Linked DNA regions of Urocitellus parryii: region 1 is linked to region 2. The links are chromatin contacts, called in public Hi-C maps. All regions are on one chromosome and are shown on one strand. The core of a region is the stretch at or near the end of the contact, and the rest is flanking DNA. Distances in the headings are between cores, read along the strand shown.

Region 1 (6,685 bases), core at 2,277-4,776, 160 kb before region 2:
CTGAGATTCAAAACTACAATTATTCCAGATATTTAATTAACTAGAAAAGTATAAAGAAATAATTCAAGCATAATACTCTTTTGAGTGTATTTTTTTTAGAGAGAGAGAGGGAGGGAGGGAGGGAGGGAGGGAAAGAGGGAGAGAATTTTAATATTTATTTTTTAGTCTTTGGCGGACACAACATCTTTGTTTGTATGTGGTGCTGAGGATCGAACCCGGGCCGCACGCATGCCAGGCGAGCGCGCTACCGCTTGAGCCACATCCCCAGCCCTTGAGTATATTTTACTAAACACTAAAAATTGTATATACTGATGTGATTATTTATATAAATTTTTCATATTCCTTTGACTTTACCTTCTAAAGTTATAGCCATGAATGACCTCAAAATAGGAATAAATCTGCATTAATATTTTAATATATTCAGCTGAATGGGAAGTAAACATAGAGAAAACAAATACTGAATCATAGACCTGAAATGGTTAAGGTTCTTAACCAGCCATACAGCAAACTGTGAACCTGTTATGCAAAATCCATAACACCCTCACCAAATTATTATTTACTCCTTGTTATTGATTAATCAAAGTTGGCTACTAAGTAGTGAGGTTGGGATTTGAATATAAGTCTAACTAATTTTATTAGAAAAAAAAATTTTTTTTTTTTTTTTGGTCCTGGGGAATAAACCCAGGGCCTTAGGTTGCTCTACCACTGAGCTACATCCCTAGCCACATCTAACCAATTTAGAAACAAAGTCTTCAATTACTTTATTTAGTGTTGGAAACAAATAGGGAGATAAAGTCACCAATCCAGTTCCAGTAGATTAGTGTTTAAATCAGAACTACCCCCGAATTTCAGAAGAGTGCCTGTCCACAGAAGCATGGGCAAGGAGGGAATGCCAGAAACCGAAATCCAGTCTCATGTGCTGTTTTTCTTAACACCAAGGTGATTTTCTCATTTCTAGTGATAAAGAATTGAGGGGTACATACTATTTTTGCTGCTTTACTAAGTTCTGGGTATATCAGCACTAGATGCAATCATATAGTAATATATTACTTCAGTTTATTAAGGATTTTCCTAACCCTTATTCTAGATTGTCTTTTAAAAAATTCCGTGATGTACACTGAGAGGCTTACTGTTCAACCCACCTCAATTTTACTGATGAAGAAACATATTCAGTGAAAGTCAAGTCAACTAAGAAATGGCAAAACCAGAGATGCAAATACATGTCTTCTGATTCCTGGACATTGAATAACTCTAACTGTATGTGGGTACATCTTCATGGCTAAGCACTGCCACCAACAAGTTACATCTTGTTTCCAGTTCTTTCTCGGCCAACAATTGTAAGGAGGGGAAGACCATCACCTAAGAAAAACTGACAAACATGAATTTTACAGAAATGATATAAATGCCTCACCCAGCATATATAAAATGCCCACCCAACAACCTAAAGAGCATTCTTTTGAGTTTCCAGCCCAATCCAATGCATCCAAATATCAAAAAGGCTATTTTCATCTTTATATAATAAGCTAAAATTCCAAGACATAAAACCTTTTATACACTTCGAGAATTTATATAGCCAAAAGCTTCAGAATTCATATTCTATACACTCTAAAACAACAAAAAGTTTTTGTATGCATAATTATCTTGATGAAGAAATTTGATTTTTTTTATTCAAAGCTATCAATATAAACATTTATTCACTAAAACAGGTTTGGCGGCAGAACACACCTATAAGCCCAGCCACTGGGGAGACTGAGGAAGGAGAAGCATAAGATCAAAGCCAGCCTCAGCAATTCAGCGATTTACCTTATCTCCAAATTAAAAAAAAAAAAATTATTATTTTTTTTTAAAGGGCTGGGGCTGTAACTCAGTGGTTGAGCACCCCTAGGTTCAGTGTCAGTACCAAAACAAATATTTGCTCACCAATTCTCCTCCTATCACAAAGATTTTGAATCACATGCAACTTACCACTCATTCCCCTCTCCCCACTTAAGTACAAACTATACATAATGTTTCCCCGCGGGAAAATTAAAATTACTAAAAAGAGCAAATCACCTACAATCCATTTACCTGGAAAAACCACTATTAACATTTTGATATGTACACCTACACTTCTTCCTATGATGTGGTATACATTCACAAAGGGGGGGGGGCTATAAGAAACATTTTTTTTTGAAAAAGTATTTTAGCAATACAAGTTAGCATATTTTCACCCGTCATTTTTTTCAACAAGAATGTCTATATACAAAAAACAGTTCTCATACTGTGCCTTTTGTGCAATGCAAAAGTCTTTCTTGCTAAATGCTATAAGACATCTTTACAATAAGAAGCTACATTTTAAACAAGTTTTAAAAGAGCTAAACTTCCCTTTTTATCTTCATAAAAATAAGTATATATTTTCTAGATTTTTTTTTAAAAATTGAAACAAAATGTTTCAGGAAAGTATGAACTAGAGTCCACTATATATCCAACTCGGACTCAGTCTCCACTGAAATACTCTAGCACAATCGGTATCTCTTTGTAAGGAGATAAACTGCTTAATTTACTGGTGTCCCTAGGCTGCACTTCAAAGAAAGCCAGAGAGGGTGGCGGGAGGGGGCTTAAGCACCCGAACGGGTGGGTCTGGGCAGCTCTGGGAGACTGGGCGCCGGGACCGACGCGAGCACCAAGATGCGCCGCCGGAGGGTCACGGAGCTGCCGGGCAGGGCGGGAGGGCCAGCGTGGCACCACGCCGCAAAACACATGCCCGTCCCAGGGGCCGGGCAAGAATCCTCGGCCCCCGCCGCCTCCACTGAGCGCCACGCGCCCGCCTCGACCCGGCCCAGCCACTAGCGGCTGGCGCTGGGGAACTCCAAACCACGACCCCAAGGGCGCCCTGAAGGGAGAGGCGCGGGGGTCCTCAGAGTCCTCGGCCAGTCAGGACCGGCTCTGGGGGTGGGGGAGGGGACGCCATCCCGCCTTAAACGAAGGCAGGGTTTCAGTTTGAGGAAGCCTCCGGCCCTTCCAGCCCTCTCCCGTTGGAAGATGCGCCCGCACGCCGGCGTCCCCTGCACCAGTCCAGCGCCCAGCCCGTCCGCTCCTCCCTCACACTCACCGTTTCCCCGGGGCCCCAGGCGGCCCAGGCACAGCTGAGGTGGCTGCGGCCGAGCGCGGGCGGAGAGGGCCGCGGGCTGCGGGCGACGCCGCTCAGGCCCTCGCGCTCCAGGGCGCTCTGTCAGGACCGGCCCTCTCCCTCCCGCGTGCCCCAAGCCCAGCCCGCTAGGCCCCAGGCCCAGGCTGCGCGGCCACACTCACCGCCTCGCTCCGCGCCTGCGCCGATCACCTCGGGGGCCAGAGGAGAGGGCGGGGAGGTGACGAGGTGATGGAGGGTGGGGGGGCGGGTGCACGGCCCTGCCGCACACTCGGCCTGGGAGGGACCACCGGCCTCCACCCCGGGGGTGGCCCGGAGGCCCGCGCCCCCTGCCGGCGCCTTTCCGCCGCCACAGGCCCCTTCCGGGCGAGGTTCCGCCCCTCCCGAGGAAACGCAGCGAGTGATTCCACCGCCTAGAACTGCTCCTAGCCAGGCGGCCGGACGAACTTCCCCCCGGCTGCTCCGTCCTCCCTCCCGCGCTGCGAGGAACCGAAGAAGCGCGGCGTGCAAGCAGTCCCCCTTGCGACAGTGCTCTCGCAAGGGCGGTAACGCGACTGATCTTGCCCAGGTTAGGCAAGGCAGATGGCATTTCAGTCCTAAAGCATGCCAGCACCCTGTTGGCGACAAAAAGGGCAAGGCCGCGTCATGGTTTTACCGAGGCCCCACAGAAGAACCACACCGGGCTAGGATCGTGTCCACATGGAGAAGTGACACTTGTTAAGATCTTGAGTGGCTATTAGGCTTCAGCCCGTTTCGTTGGCTCAAGAAATCTTGGAACGAACGTGAAATTATATAGAGTGCTGGATTAGATTATTTCACTCCTTTTCCGACCTAGAGGTTCCTTGAGCAGCTAATGAAAGGATTAAATTGAACGAGCATAAATAAATTTATGAACACGGTTTTTAAAATGACCTGTAGGGCTGAGAATACAGCTCAGGGGTGAAGTGTGTACTTTGAAAGAAAGCAACTTTTAAGTGTGATCATGTTGAATCCCCTTCAGCCCCCATACTGAGAATGGAAGCCAGGTCTTGGTGCATACAAAACACTACCACTGAGTTTTACCCCCAACCCCTAATCCTTTTGACAACAGGTTGAAGTAATTAGTCTCAATTTACAAATTAGAAAATTTAGCTTGTGAGAGATTGACACTTTATTTTTATAGCCAAGCACCCAGGGTTCAAATAATTATGAAATGAATGAATGAGGTCCATATATAATAATCCTTGTCTAAGGTCACTTGGAAAGTCATGTCAGCAATCATGGTTTTTAATTTACTTCTGTTGTGCTTTTTCTGATACGCATGTGCTAATTAACCAATGAACCTCTGGAAAGGAGGAAACAGACCTTACCCCATTCCTTCACCCTCTCTAAGGAAATAAAACTATATGGTATTTAGAAGAGACACTACTTGTTGGTGAGCCTTAATTTTTATGACCTCATAATCTTCGTGTGTATTCAGTTCAAATAAACGAATGTTCACGAGTGTTGGTATGACTTGGATAAGTACGAAGAGACTTAAAGCTGTTTTGTAGTATAGTTTGTCCCTGGCACAGAACAGGGAATCCATACGCGATTGATACATAAATTTATAAAGAACCACCTATATCCTTCCCTTCCTTCTCTGCTGGTTCTGTTGTTTCCTGATCTAGATATAGTGGAAGCCACAAGAGGGTGTCATGCGACCATCTTTAGTTATTTTTGCTCGCTGGGTAGTCTTGTGTCAGTCTGCATTCTAGGATGAAGTTTTATTCCAAAACGTTTTGTAGTTAAACACACATCTTCCCCTCTCCTACCCAGTGCATTATTTTGAAAAATTCTCACACTTCCACTTAGAAGAGAATTACAATGTTTAGATGTCTTGTAACATAATCACAAATCAAAGGCAATTTAAAATTCTTTGAGTAGCTTGACTATGTATATTTACAGTTTCATTGTAAGTTCTTCCTTTTCCTCTCCTCCCCCACCTCCCCCTCCAAAGGAGGGTGGCAACTTGAGTGAAACTTTGAAATCTCAAAATACCAACTTATAGTTTACTAAATTCCATTATAGTTTTGATTTAGGAATATTTAATCCTCATCCTTCTAAATTTTTGCCACATTATAGAATAGCTTAATATTTTCCTGATTAGAAAAGGGATACATGGGAGGAAAAAAAAAAAGGAAAGAAAGAAAAGAAAAGGGATGCATGTTTTTAAAATAATGGAGACAGTAAAAAAGTATGAAGAACAAAAGAAAAATGTTATCCCATAACTCTGAGCTAATCAATGGTAATGTTTTGCTCTATATCTTCCCATTATTTTTATCCCTCCACACGTTTTCTCAAATTTAGAATATTATTGTTTATGTTGTTTTGTAACAACATTTTAAAAAATGTAGTGTGAGTGTTCCTTATGCTATTAAAATGTTAGTAGCACTTTGCACTACTACAAGGGATCATACAGTTAAATAGTGGACACTTAAGTTGCTTCCATCTTCAAAAAATGCTTTGCTGATTTAGTAAGTAAAATGTAGTGTTCCATTTTAATATGTATTTTTGTTTGAAATTAGATTCTTTTTTCAGGTGTTTATTGGCTATTTGTCTTTCATGAGTTTTCAGTGAATGGCCTTTTCCTATTTTTTTAAAACATGTTGTTTATATTTTTTTAAAATTAATAATCTTGGCCTTTTACCATTGATAGGTGATATGTATATTTCTTTTTAGTTTGTTTTTACTTTTAAGTATTGTTAGTTCTCCAATTATTATGAAATCAAGCCTACTAATATTTTTCTTTATAGGTCCTATTATTGGCTTTAAGCTGAGACAATAAATTCTTACATGAAAGTTCTGGTCAGATTCTCTACTTTAGCTCTTTATTTGTAATTTATTTGGGGGTATGAAATAAAATTATTTTTTTCTCTCTCTCTCTATCATAATTCTTTTATTCTTATTTCTGGCTATCTTATATAACAGCCCAAAATTAAATTTGTGAGAAATAAAATAACTTCATCTTATGCTCAAGTAATCTAAGGCATTGTTTTTCACACTTTAAAATGCATTAGAATTGAGTCTGGCAATCTGGCCTATACCTGTAATCCCAGTAGTTTGGGAGGCTGAGGCAGGAGTATCACAAGTTCAAGGCCAGCCTCAGCAATGTAGTCACGCCCTAAGTAATTTAGTGAAATCCTGTTTAAATAAAAAATAAAAATAAAAAATAAAAAGTGTTGGGGATGTGGCTTAGTGCTTAAGTGCCCCTGGATTCAATCTCTGGCACCAAATAATAATAATAATAATAATAATCATTTAGAGACTCTGTTTAAATATAGATTTTTGTGTTTTATCTTGAGTTTTTCTATGGGCAAGTCTGGACTAGGGCCTGAGCAACTGCAGCTTGGCAATAAACTCTTCCCAAGAAATGTTGGTACTGCTGGCCAGGAATCATACTTTGAGAACCACCATCCTAAACTTTCTTCACCCAGTTCCATACCAGTCAAATAGTACTTCTCACTGTTCCACAACTAAATTGCCTCTCTCTCACCTATGTGATTTAGCATGTCCTTTTTTTAAAATCTGCAATCTCTT
Region 2 (6,895 bases), core at 3,546-6,045:
GGTCTTTTTTTATGAATCACTTTAATCTGTGTCCTTCTTTTGAATGATCAAGTATGATTTTACTTATCTTTGGAGGTGGTATAAGGTCACCAATTTAGATTCTCCTCTCCCCCATTATATACATATATCAACGGCTTGGTACTTGCTATCCTGTCATGTTCAAATTTCCAGGTTTAATTACCTCCTAAACAAGATGACCAACACCAGGGTGTCTGGCAATAGAATAGGGTTCTAAGAAAATGAAACCAAAAGTCAAGTGGTTTTTGCTCCCTAGTCACACCTGCAGTGTTAGCAGTTAGCAAGGTGAAAAACAGAACTTATTACATAAACTATCTTCTTTTATCCCAGTTAAATCCTATTTATGATATTTCACATCTCCTAAAGGGAAAAGAAATGAACACTTACTAAGTACCTGATCCAGGTCAAGAACTAACTTGATCTTATTTAATTCATCAATGACAACATTATTGAGTAGCAATTACCCCCATTATACAGACTAGGAAATCCTGTCAGTAAGTTTAAGGACCAGATTTTGAACTAAGACATACCAGATTTCAAAGCTAATATTGTTAGTACTCAGAATTTTAAGGCTAGATCTTTGAGAACCAAGTGGAACATTTTAGTATAATCCCTTTATGTTACAAATGAAGATGAAGCCTGAAAAGGATGAGATTTGCCAAAGACTCAATGTTTGTGGTGAAATGGGGATCTGAATTTAAATGTCCCAATTTCCTGTGCAGTACTGTGTCTAATAAAACTTCTTGTGTTTGGCTGTGTGCATTTGTGCCTGGGATAGAGTGTCACTCTTGATATAATTTATAACATCTCAAATGTCTCCAAATGAAATTCATGTGTGTGGCAATTTGAAGCTATACATTTTAGTGACTAAAAATATTAAATGTATTTGGTAAGAATAAATATTTAATTGATACTTATTAATTATCACTTATTGTAGAGAAAAATCTTGTCTCCAAAATATTTATTTATTTAACCAAAAGCCTATAATGTACTGACATGATTGGCTATAAAAATACAGCCACATATAAGATAGAAAGGAGTCCCTGTCATGGAATTTACAGCTTAGTGAAGGATACAGACAAATAAATGGGCAATTACAATGCAGTGAGGTCAATGATATGACAGTGAGAGTATAAGACACCATGGGAACAGGAAGTAGGGACACTTAACCCAGGCTGGATTTTTCAGAGTAGATATGAAAGATGAGTAGAAGTCAGATAGTTAAGGGAGGATAATTGAGTGCACAAATATTTCAGGAAATTTGTACATGACAAACATTTGTACACGACAACATGCAAAGGCCAGGGGCGCCATGGGAGTAGCAAGGTAAAAGGAAACTAGAGAGAGAAGCAAGAACCAAATAATATATAGGTCCTTGAATATCAGGGCTTTACAATCTATTAGAATTACCAGAACTTTAAAACAAACAAAACAGATGTCTGGACTTCTTTTCAGACCAATTAAATCAGAATTTCTAGGGATGACCTGGTTCTAGTATTTTTTTTTAAGTTCCCAAGATGATTCTAACGTATAGCTAGGATTGGAAAGCACTCTTAAACTATAAAGGGAATTACATACGCATATTTATTACTTCAAAACAGAAAAGGTGATCTTAAGTAATTATACCTCTCTGGTTCCTAGTTTCTCTAGTTCTAAAAATGAGCTGGAGCTGACTAGAGGCAGTATACCAGAATGAAAGGAGTAAGAAAACATTACTTTTGTCAATAATTCTGTCACCTGTTAATTGTCCGAACTCAGATTAGAATATCATTTCCTAGGGATAGTAATACCCATCTATGGATTGTTATATAGCTCAAGAGAAAAACTTCTTTTACAGTATTTGACAATTGTTCTAATAAAATATAAGCCACAATATCCAAAGACTTATGATTCCAAAAAAGAATAAATTTTAAGATCATAGTTTCACTGGAGATGAAATCTTTTATGAAGCTTTAGAAACACATTTCATTTGAAGAATTGTCCCTACTTTGGAATTTATAGAAAAATAAAATGGAGAACTGATCCTTTTAATGCTGCTCTAGTTGCTAAAGAGATCAAGTGGGACTAAGTTAGCTCTCTTCAAATAAACAGATCAACAAAGCAAATGCCCTTTACATGATAATCTCAATTGTTTAAAAATATTTAGTAAAGGGCACAATGAGGAATAAGCTGCAAAGTAAACTTTTCAAGCAAAAAAAAAGTTATTATGCTCTACTTTATGTCACATAAGTTTTTTATTTCTAAATATAGGTGTTTTTTATTTTATTATTATTTTTTTAAAGGAATACTGATTTGGGATGGAGAGGAGTTTATCCTGACAGGAAGGAAGCTCTGCCTCCAGGACTGTTCCATGCATAGAGCCAGGCAGAGTCACTGCTCTTCTATTACATATATTTAGCTCCATGAAAATATACACTCTCATAGAGTATATTTTCAGTTTACATACACTATTTGTATTTAACTGCACTTCTTTAATGCTATACCCAATTAGCCTAATTAAAAAAAAACTTTAGATAAATAAAATCACTGTTGTGCATTTATATGTGTTTCATTTTAAATTCTTTAATTACTACTGGTAGGACTGCCTTTCAATTCATACTCAATCGATTATAAAATGTTAAATTCATTATTTTCTTATTTCCATCATGTTGTTATTTCTATTTTGTCATGCTACCATTCTTTCAGTTACCAATTTTGTAATTTTAACGGAAAAACATTGTTTTGAAAACTGCAAAATAACTTGGGTAAAGTTATTTATTTCCACCCAAACACTGTCCCAAACCATAAGTTTAAAAAACAAAAACAAAATCAAAAACAAAAAACACTGAACACACATTTGTGCGCTAGGAGACACACAGAGACACACACACACACACACACACACACACACACACACACACACGGCTCTCGAGATAATTTTGACTGATGATACTGCAGAACAGTTAATCTGATAATTATAATTTTCCAGAACATGTGATGTTTAGATGGTGATCTATGCTACCAACCAGAATTCAATGCTTCAGTTAAAAATTTTTAAAATTTACATATACAGTCATGCTAACAAAATCTTACACTGTAGTTCTTTGAGGGTCCACTAGTAAAAAAAAAAACAAAGTGTTTTGATTAACAAAACTAATTTAGCAACATGGTATCTTAAGTATTTTCCAGGACCTTCCTTAGAATACGCAGTCTGACACATAACGAATTCTGTACAGTGCAAAGTAAACAAATACCCAGAGAACATAGTTTCTAAGCACGAAAACATACGATCAACATTGTCGAAAGTGGTTCAGAGTCGCAGTAAAAAAATCACCCGATTACCTGAAATTTACCTACCCAAGTTTTCTAGGATTTTTCCCCCCTGGCCTCCACAAACTATGATACAAAACATCGTCCCACAAATCCATGCTCTGCATGTGCACAAAGGCGCAGTGGTGGAATGAGGAAGCTTCATGAAGATGAAATCACAACTCTAATTCATTAAAGAACATGCAGACTTGTTCTACAAAGCCCCCTTTTGTTGTGCTCCCCTTACCCTTTATATAACTATGTAAACAGTTCCCTAATTACTGACATCTAAGAAAATAGCTTTCGATTCCGATTCCCAAGTCTAGTAACATGGTTGGCCACCACCACCACTATTCCTCTAGCATCCTAAAATAAATCCCTCAAGCTGCGGTCAAAACACACTGGCTGAACGTCTGGTGTTTACATAGCCCAATCCTGGGCGCTACCCTATCTTTCTGAGCCACTTAGGAGCTATGAAACAGGCATCACATAAAAGACTTAGTAAAGAAACAAGTCACATGAGACAATGTCTCAGGTCTATGAATGAAAGATCTAAACGTTTGACTGTCTGGTTAAAAGGAAAAAACAACCTCGAAAGGAAGGGTGGGAGGGGAACTGTGAGGTGGGGGGGAGAGGTTTTCCTTCCATACCCCTACCGGGCGATTTAAACCCAGTAAGAGAAAATGCAGGGTCGCCGGGCTGGGCGGCCAGAGTACTCGGGCGTGACAGCCCCTCTGAAGAGCTCAGAGTTCCCTCACGCCGCGGTGCTCGCGGCAGCCCTGCCACCCGCGGGCCGGGTGGGCGTGCGGGGCACTCGAGACCCAGCCACTGTGGCCGGGGCGGCGGCCCTGGGTGCACTTCCTCTGCCTCCAGCCGCCCCATCCCCAAAAATGGGAGGGGAAGGAAACAAGGAGCGAGGCGGCGGCCGGAGGGAGAAAGGAGAGGCAGCGGTGAGCCCTAGCCTCTGCAGCTAGGAGAGGCCAGGGGCAGGCGAGGCGTACAAGGCAGAGGGAGCGGCGATCGCAGGCGAACTCTGCCGCGGGCCAACGCTGGCAGACGACCGGCCGTAGCCCCCGCCCAACACAGCGGGCGCGCCCAGGACTCCCCGGCACCCACCCGGTCCCCATCCCCATCGCGCCACTCCCGGCCAGTCCGCGCTATACTCACGCTTGGGGCTCCTCCAGGTTCCGCGGCTCTAACCGCATCGGGTCCCAGCCCCGCAGGCGGCGGCGACGGCGGCGGCGGCGGCGGCAGCGGCGCCGAGGGAGAGGAGAGCGGGCGGCACGGCCCCCGCCTCCCGGCCCCTCTCCCCCGCCGCTCCGGAGCTGCCCGGCCGGGCCCGAGCCCTGTCTCGCCGGCGGCCCCAGCCCCAGCCCCAGCGGCCGCAGTAGTAGCAGCCCGAGACCTCAGCGGCGGCACCGGAACTGCCGCTTTCTCCTTCTTGCTCGCTGTTCTCGCTAGCCCCCGCCACACGCCCCCGCCCCCGTCTCCTTTCTCTGTCGCCCCTGTTTTTTTTCCTTTTGTTTCCAGAATAAACTTTATTGGTTTCTTTTTCCGCTCACATCGTGTAAACAAACAACGAACTCTTCCCCACCCCCTCGACTCCCCCCCTCGGGCAGAGGAGGGTTAGAGCTAAGGAGGGGCCGAGTCTGCAATGCCCCGGAAGTAGATGTGCAACAGAACGGAAGTGAAATTGAGGCGAGGAGGCGGGGGAAGTGGGCAAAGCGGCCAACAGCGTGCTACTGCGCCTGCGCTATGCTTTTCCGCCCGGAGTGGGGGTGTCAGTGGGGCTGGGTTTTTGGCGAGTATCTGTTGATGCCTGGTCTTCTGCAGTAGTGAGGGTGTTGTGTCATCCTAGGACAGCGTATGTGTCATATATTTGTTTCTACAAGCGACGGGCAGGCTAGGGTAGAGGTATAGAAAGGATTATTGGGAGCGAGTGCGTTTATTCACTTTTATGCCCATAGAGGAAAGATTCGTTGGGGGAAAACGAAGAGAGCTCGTTGACTAACCTCCGCTGTCAGTGGCTAACCAAAAGTGACTGTCGATTCTGTAAAGAAGGCTTATTACAGAGTTGCTGCGCGTCCTTCTGCCAACATTAGTTTAGGTTGTAGCCCATCCCAAAGGTAGAATGCACTGCCACAGGCCTCTTCAATCCTTTGACTCGCTTTGGGAAGACCTTTTACTGTGCCCCCGCTCTTTTTTTCTCCTAATTTGAGTTAATTTTTAGGATTCTCGTCTTGACTATTCAGAAAAATTTTTGTTTGTTTGTTTTCCACGTACAGTCAACAAGCTTCAGAAAAGCTATGTTGGCAATAGACTAGATTCCGGGTGTTTGGTGTCTCGGTGTTGCTTACCAAAGCATTCTTTTTGTGTGAGAGTACAGTAATGGAATCTTTTGAGGTTACTGCTAAGGCTCCTGTTCTCTGAGTTTTCTCCCTCTAGTGGTCTTTTATTGTATTGAAAAGGGGTAGGAGCTGTGATCAGAAGTCTGAGATAAAAGTTTTCCCGCGTCTCATCCCCCTTGAATTTTTAAGGCCATACGATTTGGCAGTATCCCGCTCTAGAGATGTTACAGTCTACTCAGCATCCGAAGCAAAAACGACCAATACCAGTCTTCTTGAACACGACATGTTTGTAACCCAATCTTATATGAGACCCAATCCTCTGTGCGGTCATAGTTTCACTTGAGTGTATTTCTGTATTTCCTGTTTTTTCTTTCTTCCTAAGCACTGGTTTTCATCTCACACTCTAGGGTTTTATGTTTCTCGATATTTTTCTTGACCTAGTGTTTTCAGTAGTTTCAGAACATTGTGTTATTCAGGAGCAGAGAATTAAAAACAACACTGAAATGATAGTCAAGGTAAATCTTAGGATCTTAAGGTAGTGTTTTCAAGCACAAAGTTCTAGGAGATACTAATAGCTAGTGCTTGGTGGGGAAAATTCACGCCAAAGAAATTTTTCTTTCTGAAATTTATTTTTAATAAGTAAAATGATGCTAATTATATGATTTTTGCTATTAAATCGTGTCTTAAAAGCAGAAAGTGCCATATCTGGTACTTGAATGTATGACATTTTTTTTTAATCATAGTGATGTAGTCATCTTAGTTTCTGTAAATGCACTCTTATGTATTCACACCATGACAAAATTGCCTAAAGATTTCTTGGAATGCATACCTGTTGTGAAGCAATGACTGACAGATTGTATATATGTTATTTACTGTCGTTTTGCAATTGAAATGATTGGATGATATGTTAGGGGAGCAGGTAAAGAAAATTAAAGAAAGAAATGCCCATGAAGAGGAAAAATTTACACACCTGTATATGGATTCCAGTGAGCCTTCCCCACATACCCATGCAAGACCAGTGCCTTCCTCCAGACTAGGAATAAACACGGGATAGAATGCATCCTCTTAAAAAGTACATGAAAGTATTTATTGGTGTGGGAATAGCATTTATTACTTAATTCACAGTCTATGCCTTTAGCTTCTTTAGTGATCGTGGGTCTTACATGTTTCATCATATTTTAAGAAATGTTTGCAATTTTTTCCTCTTTTTTTTTGTGTGTGGTGCTGAGGATGAAACTCAA

The links. Hi-C and Micro-C count contacts between places; a contact is called where the count stands out from the background.
Region 1: a Hi-C map of muscle shows a contact between it and region 2, with 6 times the contacts expected there. The contact joins the promoter of Znf639 here to the promoter of Pik3ca in region 2. A contact is called at or near these places in 2 of 2 Hi-C or Micro-C datasets (liver and muscle).

What each region holds. Positions count from the first base shown.
Region 1 is chr2:139,072,376-139,079,060 of mUroPar1.hap1, reverse strand. Znf639 (zinc finger protein 639) reads right to left here and starts at 3,526. Exons shown (of 6, transcript XM_026382868.2): 1 at 3,092-3,526; 2 at 1,143-1,369.
Region 2 is chr2:138,916,025-138,922,919 of mUroPar1.hap1, reverse strand. Pik3ca (phosphatidylinositol-4,5-bisphosphate 3-kinase catalytic subunit alpha) reads right to left here and starts at 4,795. Exons shown (of 21, transcript XM_026382822.2): 1 at 4,474-4,795.